2 separate regions of the Zea mays genome follow, and region 2 is linked to region 1. A link is a contact called in public Hi-C data. All regions are on one chromosome and are shown on one strand. The core of a region is the stretch at or near the end of the contact, and the rest is flanking DNA. Distances in the headings are between cores, read along the strand shown.

Evidence for each region. A called contact is a pair of places that touch in the nucleus more often than the background predicts.
Region 2: a contact with region 1 is called in a Hi-C map of bundle sheath, with 5 times the contacts expected there. The contact joins the promoter of LOC103629419 here to the enhancer-like site in region 1. A contact is called at or near these places in 2 of 25 Hi-C or Micro-C datasets (bundle sheath and leaf mesophyll).

The regions. Positions count from the first base shown.
Region 1 is chr6:72,729,797-72,734,760 of Zm-B73-REFERENCE-NAM-5.0, forward strand. No RefSeq gene overlaps it. Among protein-coding and RNA genes, the nearest start is that of LOC103629418, 43 kb to the left of the region's middle. Within about 2 kb of position 2,210, at least 9 of the 20 cell types and tissues checked have an H3K27ac peak or open chromatin away from gene starts, as enhancers often do. A contact at or near this core is called in bundle sheath and leaf mesophyll, where this site is marked.
Region 2 is chr6:72,901,838-72,907,377 of Zm-B73-REFERENCE-NAM-5.0, forward strand. It overlaps LOC103629419, which reads right to left and starts at 3,476. Exons shown (of 1, transcript XM_008650548.3): 1 at 1,840-3,476. The coding sequence starts at 3,063. The coding sequence ends at 2,374.

The DNA of each region.
Region 1 (4,964 bases), core at 960-3,459:
CGGGTGAAGCGTGATCGAGTCACTCGTATGGACTGATCCCTGACTTAATCGCACCCATCAGGCCTCTGCAGCTTTATGCTGATGGGGGTTACCAGCTGAGAATTAGGCGTCTTGAGGGTACCCCTAATTATGGTCCCCGACAAGTGCGCTAACGAGTCTAGCGGAGAAGAGCTAGTGCCCTAAGTACATGCCGTCGTGGTAGCCGGAGAGGTTTTGGCACCCTGTTCGTGTGATGTCGTGGCCATCGGAGGAGCGCTGGGGCCTGGCGGAAGGACAGCTGTCGGGGCTATCGAGTCATTGCTGACGTCTCCTTGCTTTCGTAAGGGGGCTGAGAGCCGCCATCGTCATGGAGCATGCGGGGCGCCATCATTACTTGTTTACCGGGGCGAGCCAGATGGGACGCCGGTCTTGTTCCCCGTAGCCAGAGCTAGCTAGGGGTAGGGTAATGATGGCCCCTCCTATGATGTGGTCGGTCCGAGCCCTGGGTTGGGCGAGGCGGAGGCTCCTCCGAGGTCGAGGTCGAGTCTGTCTTCCGAGGCCGAGGTCGAGTCCAAGCCCCTGGGTCGGGCGAGGCAGAGACCGTCGGCTGAGGCCAGGGCTGAGTCCGAGCCCTGGGGTCGGGCGAGGCAGAGTTCGTCGTCTTCCGGGGCTGAGCCCGAGTCCGAGCCCTAGGGTCGGGCGAGGCGGAGTTCGTCGTCTTCCGGGGCTGAGCCCGAGTCCGAGCCCTGGGGTCGGGCGAGGCGGAGTTCGTCGTCTTCCGGGGCTGAGCCCGAGTCCGAGCCCTGGGGTCGGGCGAGGCGGAGCTTCCTATGGCGCTCGAGGCCGGACTTGGTTGCTGTCAGCCACACTCTGCCGAGTGGCGCAGCAGTCGGAGCGGCGCAGGCGGCGCTGTCCTTTTGTCAGGCCGGTCAGAGGAGCGGCGAAGTGACTGCGGTCACTTCGACTCTGTTGACTAAAGGGCGCGCGTCAGGATAAAGGTGTCAGGCCACCTTTGCATTAAATGCTCCTGCGATACGGTCGGTCGGCGTGGCGATCAGGCCAAGGTTGCTTCTTGGCGAAGACTGGGCCTCGGGCGAGCCGAAGGTGTGTCCGTTGCTTGAGGTGGCCCTCGGGCGAGACGTGAATCCTCCGGGGTCGGCTGCCCTTGCCCGAGGCTGGGCTCGGGCGAGGCGAGATCGTGTCCCTTGAGTGGACCGAGCCTTGACTTAATCGCAGCCATCAGGCCTTTGCAGCTTTGTGCTGATGGGGGTTACCAGCTGAGATTAGGAGTCTTGGGGGTACCCCTAATTATGGTCCCCGACAGTTACACATTGGTCTTGATGTGTGGACTTGTCAAGATGTGGAACCTAGAAAAGTTAATGAATAAGAAACCTAGAGAACAAAGGGGTTGATGTTGGAAATGTCCTCTCTGTAACAAAAATGGAGAAAAAACAGGGAGGACTTTCCCATGTCCCCTATGCGGTAACAAGCACCCTAATCAGGGGCACAAGCCGCTTCTATCAGTTGTGGCTCCTGGTCATGGGATGTCGCTATATAAAGGAGATTTAGGATCAGCGTGAACTCCAACATGTTCAGACGCCTGCTACCCTAGCCACCACATTCATCCTAGGTCTCGATCACCTTGCGCCTTCCCAGCGACCATAAACACCATAGCCAATAGCCATGGTTTCCACAGAGCTTACCACCCCACAGGGCTAGGCACTGAGAAGCCCTTGTTGTCCCTCTAATCACGAAAAGGAAACAATCGGAGCAGGCATGCGACAAGATGGTGGAGCACGCCAAAGTGGAGGAGGAGATGGCGCACCGGCAAGAAGCATCCGCTATCGCCACCGCCGCCCTCAACGCAAATAAAGAAGGTATGGCTAGTGGTTTACATATTCAGTAGATTATGATCTCACACATCATAGAGGTAGAGTCTCGGGTTGGCTTTCTAGGGACTTAGGCAACATTGAGAGGGTCAAATTAATCTATCAATGTATACCAGTACAATGCCAGTGCGTTGCGGCATCCCATAAACATTCGATAAAATATTAGCGTACAATGATTACATGAAAACTATTAATCACAAATCATTTGCCTACAAAACAATACAAAACTAAACTCAGGATCCAGAGAGCCTCCTCTCCCTCGGTTGTTCAGCCACACATCATTGCGTCGGCGCCTCATCTTCCTCTCACTCAGCTGTCTGCCCCGCTGCCTACAGAGACGCATGGTGGCGGAGAGTAGCGGCAGCGGTTCAAGACGCTTGCTGATGAGGGAAGGTCGATGTCCTCTACGGTGGTGCGGAAGAATCCGAGTGAGTGAGACGGAGGCAGGGAAAGAGATGGAAAGTTAGTGGTTTATGGCTTACCTTATTTGATCATGCAATATGTAAGATTTATTTTATATGGTTGTTAAATGTATATATATGCTTCACGTGACCCATGAAACTCATGCTTTAAAGCGGTAAAGAAAGACACGGAAATGGTCTTGAGAGTTGAAATCATCATGAGCCAAAACACCCGAAACCAAACCCGTTCATTTTTTTACAGCAAAAGTTATGATGCCGCCTGGCGGTCGATGATGCTGAGCTAGCTGGTGATGATGCTGAGCTAGCTGGGGTGTACTGTACGTCTTCCCAACCGTTTTGGCAGCGACTAGAAGGGAAAAGATAATAACACGTGTGGCTGTAGTAGATTGATTTCGCGTGTCATTGATTGCGCGTGCAACACTATAGACAAGACAACAGACCAGCTTTTGTAAACGATTACGAATCGTCTTCGTCGCTCACCTTGAAAGTTTAAGGCTGCTGCTTTTGTAATAAAAAAACGTCTGCGTCGTCGTTGCTGCTAGCTTCCGTTCCCGTCAACCGTCATAAAATGTTTCTCAAGATTTTTTCAGGGGCTTGGATGTATGGCTATAGATGGTTTTGGCGAGATTTTTTGTAGGCATCACGGATTTGTTTGTCTCTGAAAGTTTGGTTGCCTCCTTTTTAGAATGCGACCCCGGCCGGCCCCCTAGTACTTTCTACGTTTGCTATATATGGAAATTGCTGGTTCGTGTGAAGTTTTTCATGACATTTCTACGTTCAGGGAATTAAGGAAATTATATATATATATATATATATATATATATATATATATATATATATATATATATATATATATATATATATATATTAAAAAAACCGAACCTCTACCTACATAATAAAGGGAAACACAAAAACCGTCAAAAACCGCTCCACATTTAAAAAATTTCAAAAAATTCATAAAAAACGAAAACTGCCGGTAAACCGTTTTTTGGACCGGTAAACCACCATTTTTTGCGAGAAACCGGATTCGATGCCAAGATTGAGTTCCAATTTAGGCATTTAGTGGTCAGCTTAGACATATTAGTCTTGTTTACTGTTATATGTTATATGTGAAAATGTTACATGCTATATGTAAAGATGATTTACTGTTAAATGTTATTTTTTGCCCAGTTAAGTGCTATATGTGAAGATGTTATATGATATATATGAAGATGTTATATGTTATATGTAAAGATGAGTTAGTATTGTTATATATGTGATGTCTTATGGTTTAAGGATTAGTTATTGGTAAATATGTTATGGTTTAGTTATTGTTAAATGTGAATGTCCAATAGTTTATGGTTTAGTTATTGTTTCAAGATTCTTACCATGATACGCCTCATTCACAACAATAAACAATAAGCGGTCGACGTCGTTCGGTTTTATTTCCTGTCCAAGATGGAATCCGTAGCTCAAGTAGCTCTAGTTCTTCTAACTATGCGCCTGGTCAAAACTCAATCTATAACTGTTTTGCATGGCAATGGTAACCGGGACAGGGACCACCAGGCAAAGTACAACCATCGATCATGTATGGGTATGGAAACTATGGACCCCCTCCACCGCCATATTCAAATATGTATCAACCAGGACCACAGTATGGGTATGGACATGTTCCCGCTGCACCAGTATGTTATTTTTGCTTCGTCAATAAGTATTTATTTCTCGTTCTTGTTTTTCTCGCTAATATATCTCATATCTTTTGTATAGAAATATCACTATCACTATGATATATTGGAACCATATCACGATCTTTCCAACATGCCTAGGTACTATAACTATGACTCAAGCCGAATATATGAGTATTGTGAAACAAGTCGACCTATGTGTCGTTGGAGAGCTTGCGAAGTTTGTTGGTTGTTTGTTGCATGAGAACTGAAGTTTGTGGTTGCATATGTATGTTGTATATTATTTTTATGAATATATGTCGTGTGGATCAATTAATATTTACTGTGCAATGTGAATTGAGCAAATTACAAATAAATTCTGTCAAATTTAGCATTTTTCTGTAAAAAACAACAAAAATTGGTTCATTTTCATGGAAAATCGGTGGTTTACCGCTGGTTTTTCGTCGCTAAACCAGTACGAATTTAAATTTAGTTGGATTGTACAAACCGGTTGTTTTTACGGGTTTTCATCGGTTTACCGACGGTAAACCATAACCGGTGGGTAACAATTTTTTTACTTAAAACGGTTTTGTAAACCCAGTCGGTGATGTTCTGAGCTAGCTGTGGCGTGCTCTTTCCAGCCGTTTTGGCAGCGATTCCTTTTTCTTTTCATTTCTTAGGCAATTCTGTTTTATTTGAGTTTTATCTTCATTAAATATTTTGCCACATAAGCAAGTGTGATCACATGTCAAAATCTAATAAGAAGATAGATGGAGAGAGTTTCACCATGGATGAGAGGTTTTAGTCTAGATAAAACTAAGAATACACAATTTTATAGGTAAAACTTGATGTGACATTTTAAAAAAAAAACCGTGCACCGGAAATAGCCTTAGGGCATGTCCAAGCTTGACCCCTTGGATTGGTTTTTAAGTATAAGCAGGTATAACAAGGTGATGTAGCCGGACTGCAAGATATGCCACATCATATTTATGGTCATGTGCAAGAAAGATAAATTGAGAGAGAATGAAAGC
Region 2 (5,540 bases), core at 2,226-4,725, 170 kb after region 1:
ATCGCGGATCGAAACCCACGACACGCACGACCATTAAACGGACTACAATCGCGAACCAAAATCCGAAACAGAACGAGACGAACACACGACATCAGACAAAGAAATGCGCTTCGGCATGATGCAACACCCATGACACTTAGGTTTTGGTTTATACATGACACGGACACCTGTCACTATACTGGTTTGAAATTAGGAAGAAGGAGCGAAACAGGAAGATAAAAGAGAGTAACGCACGAATTTGGTGAGAGAAAAGAAGAAAAAATTCTACCCCCAAATTCAGGGCATTACAACAGGTACGTTAGGGACTTGCTCTATGTCATGAGCTACTTTTGCCTCTTGTGTTTATTTTAACAGTGGTCAAAGTTTTGTAATTTATAAACATATATAACACTAGGATTATCGTTCATGTGATCTCTAAAAAGATCTAAAATAATTCAAACTCGTATTCCTTGGTTTTGTTCTCTCTACTTGTTTGTCACTTGTAATTTTTCACGATTTGATCCATGTGGTAGAATAGAAGTATATGTCTTCACTATGCATAGCTATTCCTGATCAGTCACCATGCTTTGCTTATTGTAGCTAGATGACCATCACCCAGCTAGCGCACCACGAAATGCTTTTCATCTCGATTGGTTACACATTTGGTTCAGGCATGTTTGACATGGATGATATCAGAGAAGGCAACCCCTATGGTGTTGGCGTCAAATAACCCATAGAGATGGAACTCGCCCAGGCAGAGCACTAGGCCAAGAACATGGCCTCAATAGTGAAGAACCTAGCTCATTATGCCTAAGACAGATGCCCCCTATGTAGTAAAAAATCAACAGTTGCCTTTCTCTATCCCTCGGCTTTTCATATGTTCATAGATACATTCGTCCTATCGTATATGTGCACAGCTTGCCCTATTATTTGTCAAAGTAGTCACCCCTATGTTCAGGTTCTTTTGTACATTTTTGAGATAAATATATTGTTGTTGATTTGAACAATAGGAGTCCCACAAAGTATTCATCAATAAATATCATCCGTGATATATAGAAAGCATAGCAACGCACATGCACCTAACTATTATTCTATAGGATTAATATCAGTTACCTCGTTCTACAATCTATGACAAGTGCGAAATGACAGATGAATAAAATTTATTGGGGTGAGTGGAGTACGTTCTTTTCATGTTTAAACATACATTCCAGTTAAATAATAAAAAAATTGACGTTTTATTCTTTTATGTCTTTGTGTGTAGGATGCAAAGATTCTTCGAACGAACTTTGTGATCGATCTGTTAAGTTATAAGAACAATTTGTGCCAATATACTATCCCTGTAAACATACAACAGGGACTTATTAATATCGCTAAAAAGGATTAGATTAGTGTATAGTTGTCGACATATTTGTCTGTCATTAAAAAATTTTGAGATAATTTTTACTTTTTGTCTCAAAATTTTCTTTTTTTGTATATTTTAACATATGGTGAATTTGGACTTCAAATTTTATACATTAGTAGAGTAGGCAATGAAGTATATCTATATTTTTTAGATTTTTTGTGGCTATTGTTAGTTGGTTTGCACAGAATTTACATGAAAACTTGATTCACCTGATACATTGCCTTCTGACACATTGCCTTCTATATATTCCTTTTAGATTTAGAAATGATAATGTCTGTTTCACAGTTGAATCAATTTGGGTCGTCATATTTATAACATTACATATTAATTTCATCAATATAATATTAGCGTTATGGTGTTACTACAGGGTTTTGCATATCATAGTGATATTTGTCGTTCCGTATCTATATTTCATACAAATTTTTTACTCTCGTAGCAATGCACCGGCACAAATCTAGTAAATTTGTAAGTTATATATAGCATGTTCGCTTTATTTTAATCTATACCAACTTCTACTAATTTTACAATGTTTTGTTTCTATAAATTACAACCCAAAAATTCGAATAGCTAGCTTTTGATAAACAATCCGACCTTAAATCGTTTCACGTGTCATCGTTCCAGGAACCGAACGACCCTCTAGGTTGACAACAATCGCTTGGCATCTTTCGTCGAGCGCACATATCAACTCTGACTTTGATTTGGACGTCGGGTACCTTTGGTTAGACTTGAAATAAACAGTAGACATTTACAATTACTATTCATCATGCACTTTGGTCCCACACTCCAGCCTCAGCGGCGTCTAGGTAGCTGCATGGAAGATTGGAAGGCACCTTTTTTGACTAAACGCACTAGTTTCCTTTTCCAGCCGCTATTCCTATTCCTGACGCGTGAAAAAGCCCCAATCACGACCTGGTCGTACCGCGCTCGCTGGTCGACATCGACTGATCGCCGGCAAAAATTCCACCGTTTTTCCACGGCTAGTCGTGGCCCCGTCACCGTGACGTGGTGGCGCCCCACGACAAGGGCATCCCGACGACGGCGGAAGCGGCCGCCGACGACGGTCCGGACACCGGGATGCCCATCGCCACGCGGCACCAACCCTGCTGCACCGGCGGCGTCGCGTCCGTGGCCGTGGCCGTGGCTGCCGGCGCGTCGTCGCGGAGGCCAAGCAGGCGCACGGAGAGGTGCACGACGCCGTGGCCCCACGCGCCCCCGCCCCCGCCTCGGCGCGGGCAGCGCAGCGAGTAGCTGAGCCGGCGGAGCGCGCGCGGCGGGCGGAGGCCGTCGAGCACGTCGGCCACGGGGATGCGGCACCAGCCCAGCGGCGTGGCGCCGACGAGCCGGCAGGCGGGCTCCGAGAGCACGGAGACGTGGACGTGGGCGCGGCCCTCCAGGAAGCCCGCGCCCACGGGGACGACGAGCGTGTCGCCCCACGCGTGCTCGCCGCCGCCGCCGCCGCTCCCCACTGCCACCGCCGTGCTGCAGGCCGAGCCGGCGGGCGCGTCCGACGACGCCACGGTCACGTACGGCCGCAGCCGGCGGGGCAGCGGCGAGTAGGACGGCGGTAGGCGCAGCGAGTCCGCCGACAGCACCGTCACCTCCAGCTCGACGCCGTCGAAGCACCCGTCGTCTCCGCCGCCGCCGTCGTTCTTCGGCCGCAGGAACCGCAGCGACGATGACATGGTGGCCTCGTCGATCGCGGGATTATCAGCAGATGCGGGTGCAGCAGGATGCGGTAAAGCGGGCGGGTGGCCTCGCCTGGCGGTTTATACGGGCGCATGGCGTGGAAGGTGTAGCCGGGGGGGAAAGTATGAGGGAGGCGGGAGGAGGACGAGGAGCAGCTTCGCCCTTCTCTCTTGCATGGGGCGCGCGCGAAGCCGCACAGAAGGTTAGCTCGCGTTGCGAGCGACGAAGGTTAGCTAAGCTAGCTAGGGGCGAGAAGCCGCTTGCATCGGCGCGCGTTAGTTCTTGGCGTCTTCGCGGAACGAGAGCACCGGACAGTGGCGATGGCGACGTGAACCTTTTCGTCTATTTTGTTTTCTTCTTCTCGGGAAGAAGAGGTGTAACGGTTCGAGTTGAATTCAAATAAAAGTTTTTGAATTCGTAGCGGTCCTTATTGGGACATGGAATTTTCAAATCAAACCGTCGGAATTGAATTCAAAACACAGGAACGTGCGTCGCAGCCTGGGGCGGGAAAAGTACAGGACCGGCAAAAAGATATATATGTACGTATGACTTTGTGCTGTGTGTGACTGCTGTCTGGACGCCTGACAGCGACGTACGTACACGCCCTAGCTACTTTCATAAACAACTGTACGTATGTAGAAAATTAAAATAAGTGTTAAACAAATATGGAGACGACGAAGGGGGGGCAAGTTCGTGGTTAGCAGCAATAGCAAGACGTGGCATGCATCAAGAACGCAAATGTAGGTGGGGTCAGTGGTTACACGCTTGACCTAGCTGATCAAGTGGGATGGTGGATAATATCGGTGGGGAAAACACTTTGGTGCATGTAACTTACGAGCGCTCAAAACATATTGCTTCATACTTTAATAAAAGTGAGAAAAAAAAAGTTAGTTTTAGCTAGCTTATGCACACCGCACACATTTCAAGTTTATATATGAGAATGTCATATGGGGCTATTGATGTTTGAGCTATATATATGCTAAAAGTTAGGGCCTATTTAGAAGCACACGGGGGTTAGAAAAAGAGTTTATATATAGTTTCTAGAAACTGGTTTATAAAGGAAAAAAGTTGAATAATGGGGTGGTTGGAACTTAGTTTCTAAGAAACTAGTTTCTAGTTTTTTGATACACAATTACTAGCATATCCTTTCTCTATTTTAAGAAGCGGTGATAATAGATGTAAATTCATGAAACCAATAAGGGCATTGATGTAATTAAACAAACAAAAGCTTGTTTTAGCTAGAAAAAAGTAGCTTCTTGGTTTTTAAGAAACTGGGAATCCAATTTCTATAAATTAACTAGAGCATAAACTGATACGTTTGGAACCACTCTAGTTTCTATAAACCAGTTTTTTTAAAAAAAAACTAGGTCCTTCAAAATAGGTTCTTAGGGGCTTGTTTGAGATCGAGGATAACGAAGGGGCATTGGAGGGGCTAAAATTCTCTTACTATTAATTTTTGAATAACAAGAGATTTTAGCCCCATTCAATCCCCTCTAGTATCCTTACTCTAAAACAAGTCATAGAGGTGTGTTTGATAGGGCTCCTCACCAAAGGCTCCTCCAAAAGAGCCGGAGCCGTTTTCGCCTCATTTTTCCATGTAAAACGACTCCTCCAATTAAAACGTTTGCTAGAGCTTCTCCAGGATAGCCGGAGGTGAGTCCTACCAAACACACACTTAATATCATTGGAGAGGTTATCGTAGAACTAGTAACTAGCCCATACCATTGCGGATGCCCTTAGCAGTGGCAACATGCATGATTAGCACAAAAATGGTAAAAGATTCAACACAACATGAATCGGTTCTTTGCCTCTCCTATGAACTGGTTCTTATACCAAGTGTTCTCTATAAACTGGTTCTTCGTTTCTCCTACATTTTGAACCGCTTACAAATGTATACATGCCCCAAGCTGGATCACCCACAATTGCTTTGGACAAACACCACACTCCTATCGCCATCAAACAATCTAGATGATGCCAATCACCAAGAGTAAGAAGAATAAACTCTCACTTGAATCTATCGAGGCTAATGAGATCAATGGGTGAATCACTCTTGTTTGTACTAATAAGGTTGCTAATTGTGTGAAATCTGACTCTCAAGTCCCTCCCTATGCAATAGCTCCTCATCACACTATATATATATATATATATATATATATATATATATATATATATATATATGTGTGTGTGTGTGTGTGTGTGTGTGTCTGTTGCTTTGGCTATTAAATGGGACAAGGGCAACAATTGGTTGGGTATTTATAGACTTAAAACGACAACTAACCATTATAGGCAACTCAAGCTAAAAATGCGGTCGTTGGACCAATGAACAATCACCGTCAGACCATAACACGTGATCCAACGAGGCACAACAATAACTATTATGCTACTATGTGAGAACTAGCAGTTTGAACGCCACTTTGGGTATATGGTCCGACGTTTACCATCAGACCAGTTCGACGCCTACTAGAATCTCTTT